2 separate regions of the Mus musculus genome follow, and region 2 is linked to region 1. The links are chromatin contacts, called in public HiCAR-type maps. All regions are on one chromosome and are shown on one strand. The core of a region is the stretch at or near the end of the contact, and the rest is flanking DNA. Distances in the headings are between cores, read along the strand shown.

Region 1 (3,804 bases), core at 590-3,089:
ATCTCTTCAACCTCTCTTTGGCTTTCCTTTTTAATTTACTGTTGCTGATCCCTGATAGTTTTTATATGGTTTTCATTCAAAAACCTTCTATTACCATGTGATATGTATAGGTGCTTCATGTAATTTTGGCTTTTTTGTGGTGTTTAAGACTGAACTCAAGCTGGGCGGGGTGGCACACGCCTTTAATCCTAGCACTTGGGAGGCAGAGGCAGAGGCAGAGGCAGAGGCAGGCGGATTTTTGAGTTCGAGGCCAGCTCTGTCTACAGAGTGAGTTCCAGGACAGCCAGAGCTATACAGAGAAACCCTGCCTCAAAAAAATCAAAAGGACTGAACTCACTGCTAGGACATTAGGCAAGTACTCTATAAACTGAGCTACATTTTCAGTCCCTTCCTACTTTTTATTCTCTAAACAGTCACCTATCTTTGGTTGTATAAATTAAGTCTCTACAAGATTCTTTATTCCAGATTTCTTGAAGTCAACCAGCCAGGATTCAGGTCCAGGGCTTCATCTTCAAAGTCCAACCCAGTTTCCCAAATCGGGACAACTGACCTATGCTCTGATATCTAACAAAATTAAGGAACACTTGGGACTGGGGTTGGAGAGATGGCTCAGCAGTTAAGAGCACTGGTGGTTCTTCTAGAGTATCTGGGTTCAATTCCCAGCACCCACGACGTGGCAGCTCACAACTGTTTGAAACTCCAGTTCCAGGGGATCTGACCTCATCCAGGTATACATGCAGGTAAAACACCAATGTACATAAAATATAAATAAATCAATCACTAGAGAGGGGAAGAATATTCTTGAGACTATTTCTAGTTTTTATGAAAATATTTTCAAGATCATTCGATGAGGGAAAAAATATGGTTTGACACAAAGTATAGAGAAATCAAATTTACCTAAAATGCCCGTTGACACAAAGAAGATTATTCCTGCAGCTATCCAGCTCCCTAGGAATCCCACTAAAAGGTCCTTGAATCCCAAGTTACTAAGTTCAGTGAGTGAGGAAGCAGAGGGCAGTCCAAGAGCAGTACTTAGTCACTGTTTCAAAATTGTTTTATCAAAGTTGTTAGGTCAACTAGTGCTTAAAGCCCGTGTTGGGACGGGCTTCTGATTGGTCTTAGTAAAATTTAACTTTCATTCTTCCTGTAGTGAGTTCTTTGCCCCGAAAGCACATAATGAAAAACCAATGCCTTAGACACGTAGAATTCGTCTAGAATTAGTCTACCCAACTGGGTCTGGGTCTGTCTCATGCAAAATTGCTTTTGTTGAGGATTCAATGTTTGGACAGGGGCTCAGTTGTTAAGAACACTGGGGGTTCTTGCAGAGGACCCAGGTTTGGTTCCCAGCACTCACATGGCATTTCACAACTGTCTGCATCTCCAGTTACACGTGAACCTCAGTATGCATGAGACACACAGGGAGCAGACACAATACAGGCAAACCAGATAGATGTACCCTTAAAAAGGTTAGTTAGGACAAGGGGCGAACACATCAGGATTTTAACACCGGTCTGTCTGGGTTTCTAGAACACGCTCCTGCTAAACCTGAGGTCGTCCTCGGCTCCCACACCTGTGCGAACTCAACGTCGTTTAGGGTCCCGACTGGAGAACTCACTGGAAACCATAGGCTGCACAGCGCCGTGAGAGACTAACGCTGGCAGGAGGACGCCGCGCTTGCTGCCCCACTGCTCGCCGAGAGTACGCAGGCGCGCTCCAAGGCTCACCAGCGCGCCAAGGGGCCACGCAGCCGCAGTGGAGGCCTCGTGCTCCGTGAGCGGGGCGTGGACTGGGCGGAGTCAGCTCCCCCAGGCGCGCTGACGCAATGGCCGGCGGCGGAAGGGCGCGGACGCGCAGGCGCTCCCGGGGCTCGGACGATTGGGAGGCGGGGCTACGCTTGCGTGTTGCGAGGCCCGGCGGTGGCGGCTGGCGGCGGCGGCTGTGAGGGGTTCCCGGAAGATGGTGCTGATTAAGGAATTGTGAGTGGGTCGTTGGGCTCGAACGAGGTTCCGGAATGCGGGCTGGGGAGGATCGGTGGGCTCCGCGAGGAGGGCGCTCCCGGGTCGCAGTTGGCTCCTTCCTGGAGCCCCCAAGGCCCTGTGCGGCGCCGCCGCCCTCCGCAGTCAGCGCCAGGGTCGGCGGTGCGGCCGGGGCTCTCGGGGGAGCCGGGAATGCCGGGCGAAGGGTCGCCCGCAAGTTCGAGCCCGACCCACCTCAGGCTCAGTGAAGCCCACTCTAGATCATGCCCCTGCGGTCGCTCTCAGACCCCTCATCTCTAAGATGGGGAGACACCGGCCCCACCTGCTTCACTGGGTTCGGTGCGGGGTTAAACACATGGTGCTTAACACGGCAAATAAAGACTTTTCCCAAGTTCGTCGGACTGGTCCCGTCATTCTGTTGGGAAGTTGTGGCTTCCCCCTCTGCTTAGAGCCACGGACATCACAGGAAACCGTGGTGGCGGGGAATGTTCAGCTGTCATACCTGAGCCGGTGTCCCTTGTGCAATTTCAAGTGTGACCCATTTTGTTGTTGCTGTTCTTCCTCGGCCCTGGTTTAATTTCAGATTCTTAAAAGAAGCAAAAAAAAAAAAAGACGTTAAGTTAGCTGTCTAGATTCCTTGCCTGTATTAACGTCAACCTTGTAAAAATCACTAACAAGGTTTCTCTACTTAACACTGCCCAGATTCTATTTTCTGCTCATATGTAATTTTTTTTCCTTGCCCATTCCAGCATTACAAGACCCCTTGTTCCTCTGTCGCTCTGTATGTTGGCTTTCCTTCTCTTTCTGCTGACTCGAATGCTTTTTCCTCAAATCAGTAGCTCACCTTAAAGGTCTTGGGAAGTGTGTATTGTTTGTCTTTCTGACTGTTCGCCCTACATTGTGCAGGATACTCACTCTGATACCTCCATTTTTTTTGGATCAGTCTTTAGTACATAGCACATCTTCAGCCAGCATTTGGTGTTTTTAAAGATTTGCCTGTTTATATGTGTATTTAAGTGTTTGCCTGCGTGTGTGCATATGTGCTGCGTTCATACAGTGCTCTTGGAGGTAGTAGTAAGAGGGCATTAGGCATTGGATCCCCTGGAACTAGAGCAAGAAGTGAGCCACCGTCCATGGGCTGGAAACTGAACCCAGTTACTCAGAGCAGCAAGTCCTCTTAGCCGCAGAGCCATTTCTCCAGCCCTTCAGCAAACTCTTGTTAAATGAATTGGTGACGATTCTTTTTCACTTTTAGGAGAACACTTTTAATTACATTTGTATGGAGAGGGGTGTACAGGGTAGTACACCGAGTGCTTTTGGAGGTCAGGGGACAGCTTTCGAGTCAGTTCTCTACTCCTATTAGGGTCCTGCACCTGAAACTCCAGTCATGCCTTTGCCTGCTGGGCCATCTCTGGCCTGAAGAAGTACTACTTTTTTTTTTTTTTTAGTGACAGGGAGTCTGAAAAAAGGCTTACTTTCGCATTCTGCACACAGCAAAGATTTACACTTAAAACATAATCATACTACTGAACTTTGAGTTTATGAAAACTTTCTTCCAAGTAATTTTAACAATGTATCTTGTAAACATCACCTAACATTACTCTAGTGGCAGATATTAAAACAGGAGAATATGCGATAGACAGGAACTGACTTGTGCCAAGCTACCTAGGAAGAGAGATGCTAGACTGACTGCACATGAGGCATCTAGTGGCTTTTAATTTATTAGTTACTTCCTGTCTTCAGAATGTGAGTTAACTCTTGAGTTAACCCTCTCTGACAGTGTGTGTTTGTACCTCAGTACAGATGTCCCTAGAGGCCAGAGGATCCA
Region 2 (4,143 bases), core at 1,335-3,834, 2.4 Mb after region 1:
GCAATCACTACAAGTAATGACTATTCCTGGTTGTCAACTTGATTATATCTGGAATGAACTACAATCCAGAATTGGAGGGCTCACCTGTTATCCGAATCTTGAGACTGGGAGACACAAGTTTCTAGATCTTGGGGTGGCAATCTTGAGGCATAGTGGCCATGAAAAGCTTAGGCTCTGGGGCTGGAGAGATGGCTCAGCGGTTAAGAGCACTGACCGATCTTCCAGAGGTCCTGACTTCAATTCCAGCGACCACATGATGGCTCACAACCATCTGTAATGAGATCTGATGCCTTCTTCTGGGTGTGTCTGAAGACAGCAACAGTGTACTCATATACATAAGATAAATAAATGAATCTTAAAAAAGAGGGCCAGGCATGGTGGCGCACGCCTTTAATCCCAGCACTCGGGAGGCAGAGGCAAGCAGATTTCTGAATTCGAGGCCAACCTGGTCTACAAAGTGAGTTCCAGGACAGCCAGGGCTGTACAGAGAAACCCTGTCTCCAAAAGCCAAAAAAAGAAAAAAGAAAAGGAAAGAAAGAAAGGAAGGAAGGAAGGAAGGAAGGAAGGAAGAAAGAAAGAAAGAAAGAAAGAAAGAAAGAAAGAAAGAAAGAAAGAAAGAAAGAAAAAAAAAAAAAAAAAAAAAAAAGCTTGGGCCCAGGCAAGGCCTTTAATCCCAGGAGACTGAGGCAAGGAGATCTCTGAGTTCAAAGTCAGCCTGGGCCAAAGCAAGTCCCAGATCCAGGCGTGGCGGTACACACCTTTAATCTGGGCCACACCTTTGCTGGAGACCTACATAAGGACATTGGAAGAAGGAAGATTCGCTCTTCTTCCCCTGCGTGCACTTACTTGCTGGCACATCTGTTGGAACCTACTTCTACAGAAGACCAGCTGAAAACACCCAGCCTCGTGCAACTGAGCAACTACCGGATCCTTGGACTTCCCACTCACAGCTGACTATTGTTGGAGAGTTGGGCTACAGACTGTAAGTCATCATAACAAATTCCCTTACTATATAGAGACTACCGAAAAGTTCTGTGACTCTAGAGAACCCTGACTAACATACTACATTATAAAATTATATTTAAACATAGTTTCCTCATGCTGTGGTGACCCCCAACTATAAAATTATTTCATTACTACTTCATAGCCATACGCTTGCTACTGTGATGAATCGTAATGTAATGTAAATAGCTAATATGAGAGCCCTGTGGGGTCATGGCCCACAGGTTGAGAATCACCGCACTAGCGTTATCTGGAGGGAAAGGAACTTCAATTGAGAACAATGTTTCCATAAGATCCAACTGTAGGGCATTTTCTTAATTAATGATTGATGGGGGAAGGCCCCGCCCATTGTGGGTGGAGCCATCCCTGGGCTGGTCAGGGGGTTCTATAAGAAAGCAGGCTGAAACCGGATTTGGTGGTATATGCCTCTAATCCCAGCACTCAGAAGGCAGAGGCAGAGGCGGGAGGTTGGGGCTAGCCTGGCCTATACAGTGAGTCCCAGACCAATTTAAGCTACCTGCAGGTGACAGATCAGTAAAGTAGATTGACACCACCAAGTCAGTCTGCTAGTGGCAGAGCTGGGATGCGAACCCAGGGCTGTGTGGCTCCATGAAAAGAGTCCCAAATCCAGAACCTGAGGGCTAAGGCAGGTAGGAGCCAAACTTGGTGACCTGCGTTCAATCCACAAACCCATATGGTAGAAGGAGAAAGCCCAGGTTTGCAAACTGATCTCTGTGCACGTGCGCGCACACGAACTTTTTTTTTTTTTTTTAATTAAGAGATGTGAGCTGTTGTCCCATTCTGCCGTTGAGAAAACTGATCCAAGATCACAAGAGACTGAGGGCAAAAATCTGAATCTGTGGGCCGTCTGACTCCAGAGTGTGCCCAGTAACCTCTCAAAGCAGGCCCTGGGAGCTTCCGGTTCAATATTTGTGGGTTGAGATGGGAGCCCTGCCCTCTGCACCAAAGAAAACTTAATTTGGTAAACAAAAAGCCATAGCCAGCCGCTCCAGAGAATGCAAACTAAAAAAGGTCAGGAGGGCATGTTGGCTCAAAATGACCCGGGTTGAATACTAAGCCAGCTCGGGCTACACAGTAAGTCCCGACCAACCTGGGCTACACCGTGAATTAATTCCTAGCCAGGCCTGGTCTACACGGTGCGAAGCCATCTCAAAAACAAAAGTAGATTAGAGAGGACAAGAAAGGGGGTAAAGAAAAGGGACAAACGGTGAAACCGGGACTAAGAAGTGGGAAACGTTTGGTGATGTGGCTACTGCCATTGCACACCAGAGAAACTGAAGCACACAGAGCCTAGGTGGAGGCCCAGGAAGGTAGCAGATGCTGGGACGGGAAAACAGGACGCAAATGCTCGCCCTAGCCGGTGGCCTCGACCCCGCCCCATGCACACAAGCGACAGCCAATGGAAGCGGCACACGGCGCGCCTTTCCCGGGGGGATGCTCTAGCTAGCTCTAGAACCCGGAAGCGCGGCGGATGGACAAGTCGAGACAGCCAATCCGCCGCGGCAAGGGCGGCCGTCCGTCCAATGGCGAGGCGACGGGAGCGGGGCGAGGTGGTGGGGGCGGGGCCTGCGACCGCGGCTGCGGGGAACGGCCGCGCGGGTTTGGATGCTGGAGGCGGGCACGAGCCCTGGGCCGGTTCGTAGCGGGAGCTCGCGGCAGCCTCATTCCACCCCCCACCCCACCCCCCGCTTCGGGAGTAAGCCGAAGTCTGCTGGGCTCGAGCCGCTGCACAGGCCGCGCGAAGTGATGACGTGGCGGGTCAGGCCCCGGAGCTCCGGCGCCGCCTGTCAGAACGGCGTCATCCCTCATCTGTAAACCGGGAGCTACAGGTAGCTTGCTCGCTCTTCGCAAGGGGGCTGACAGCGTGCAAGGCTGGCCGGCAGCGCAGTGTCCGGCACACCATAGTTGCCCAATAAATGCTTATTGTTGGCAAGATGGCATTTGCATACCTGATCCCTCGCTCCCCCCCCCCATCCCCCGCCAGCCCCCAAGCTTGTGTTCGCCCTCGCTGAGGTAGGGCATCATCACCCACTGTTGTTGGCCAGGCCTTGGGTTTCCCTGTCTATGATGGACAAGCCAGGGAAGGAAGGGCAGAAGGGACACAACATTGGTCACCGAGGCTGTCGGTATTCATATGGTAACATCAGGACACCAGACATTTGTCCTTATCGAAGATTGTGGTGTGTGTCCAGGGGCGTATGCAGGAGTTACAGCCCAAACACTAGGTGTCCTGTGGCAATAGTCGCTTGTGGTGGACTAGTGGACTAAGAGGGGGGCTGAAAAGTCCCCGACTTCACTTTTCTGAGTTCTGATTGCATCTCCTCTGGGGAGGGCGGTGTGGAAACATCACCTCCTGGGGTTGTAGGCTGAGATTATGAAAGTTAATATATATAAATGCATTAGAGTCCTATCACTCTACCCCGGAGGAGCTATGGGTTAGGATGAATCTTCCCAGGCTGGCCCTGCACCATGAGACCCCTCCCCCATTTCCGTGGTCCCTAATGAATTAGAAAGTGTGACGATTCTGTGTCTGGTCTCTCCATCTGGGAACGGGTCCACTCCCACTGCCTCATTCTTTTACAATGCTTGGTTCCTTGCAGGGTCCAGCTTTTCCTCTGTGTCGAGTGCTCTGGGCCCAGCCCTCAGTCCAGATGATACTCATGCCAATGGCGTCGGTGGTGGCAGTGGCCGAACCCAAATGGGTCTCCGTCTGGGGCCGTTTCCTGTGGATGGCGCTGCTGAGCATGGCTCTGGGGTCGCTGCTGGCTCTGCTGCTGCCGCTGGGAGTTGTGGAAGAGCATTGCCTGGCTGTGCTCAGAGGTTTCCACCTGCTCAGGAGCAAACTGGACAGGGCACAGCCTGTGGTCCCCAAGTGCACCAGCCTATGCACAGAGCTCAGTGTCTCCTCCAGGGATGCAGGGCTGCTGACAGTCAAGACTACGGCGTCTCCAGGTGAGTGTGCTGGCCAACTTGGTTGGCCTTGTCAGTTTGTGTGTGTGTAAGCATGAGGGCGTCCCAGTGAATGAGACAGTCCGGAACTCCAGTCTGATGAGTGACTGAGAACGGGTGTCCCAGCATTTGGAGGGAGACACACAAAGGGTGGGCCCTGAGCTGCACCTC

What was found. HiCAR-type assays count read pairs that join an accessible place to other places.
Region 2: a HiCAR-type map of astrocytes shows a contact between it and region 1, with 3 times the contacts expected there. The contact joins the promoter of Ficd here to the promoter of Pitpnb in region 1. A contact is called at or near these places in 2 of 115 datasets of contacts at active chromatin or transcription factors (astrocytes and thymic regulatory T cells).

Annotation. Positions count from the first base shown.
Region 1 is chr5:111,328,858-111,332,661 of GRCm38.p6, forward strand. Pitpnb (phosphatidylinositol transfer protein, beta) reads left to right here and starts at 1,840. Exons shown (of 12, transcript NM_019640.5): 1 at 1,840-1,976. The coding sequence starts at 1,957.
Region 2 is chr5:113,733,198-113,737,340 of GRCm38.p6, forward strand. It overlaps Ficd (FIC domain containing), which reads left to right and starts at 2,585. Exons shown (of 3, transcript NM_001010825.3): 1 at 2,585-2,852; 2 at 3,624-3,975. The coding sequence starts at 3,675.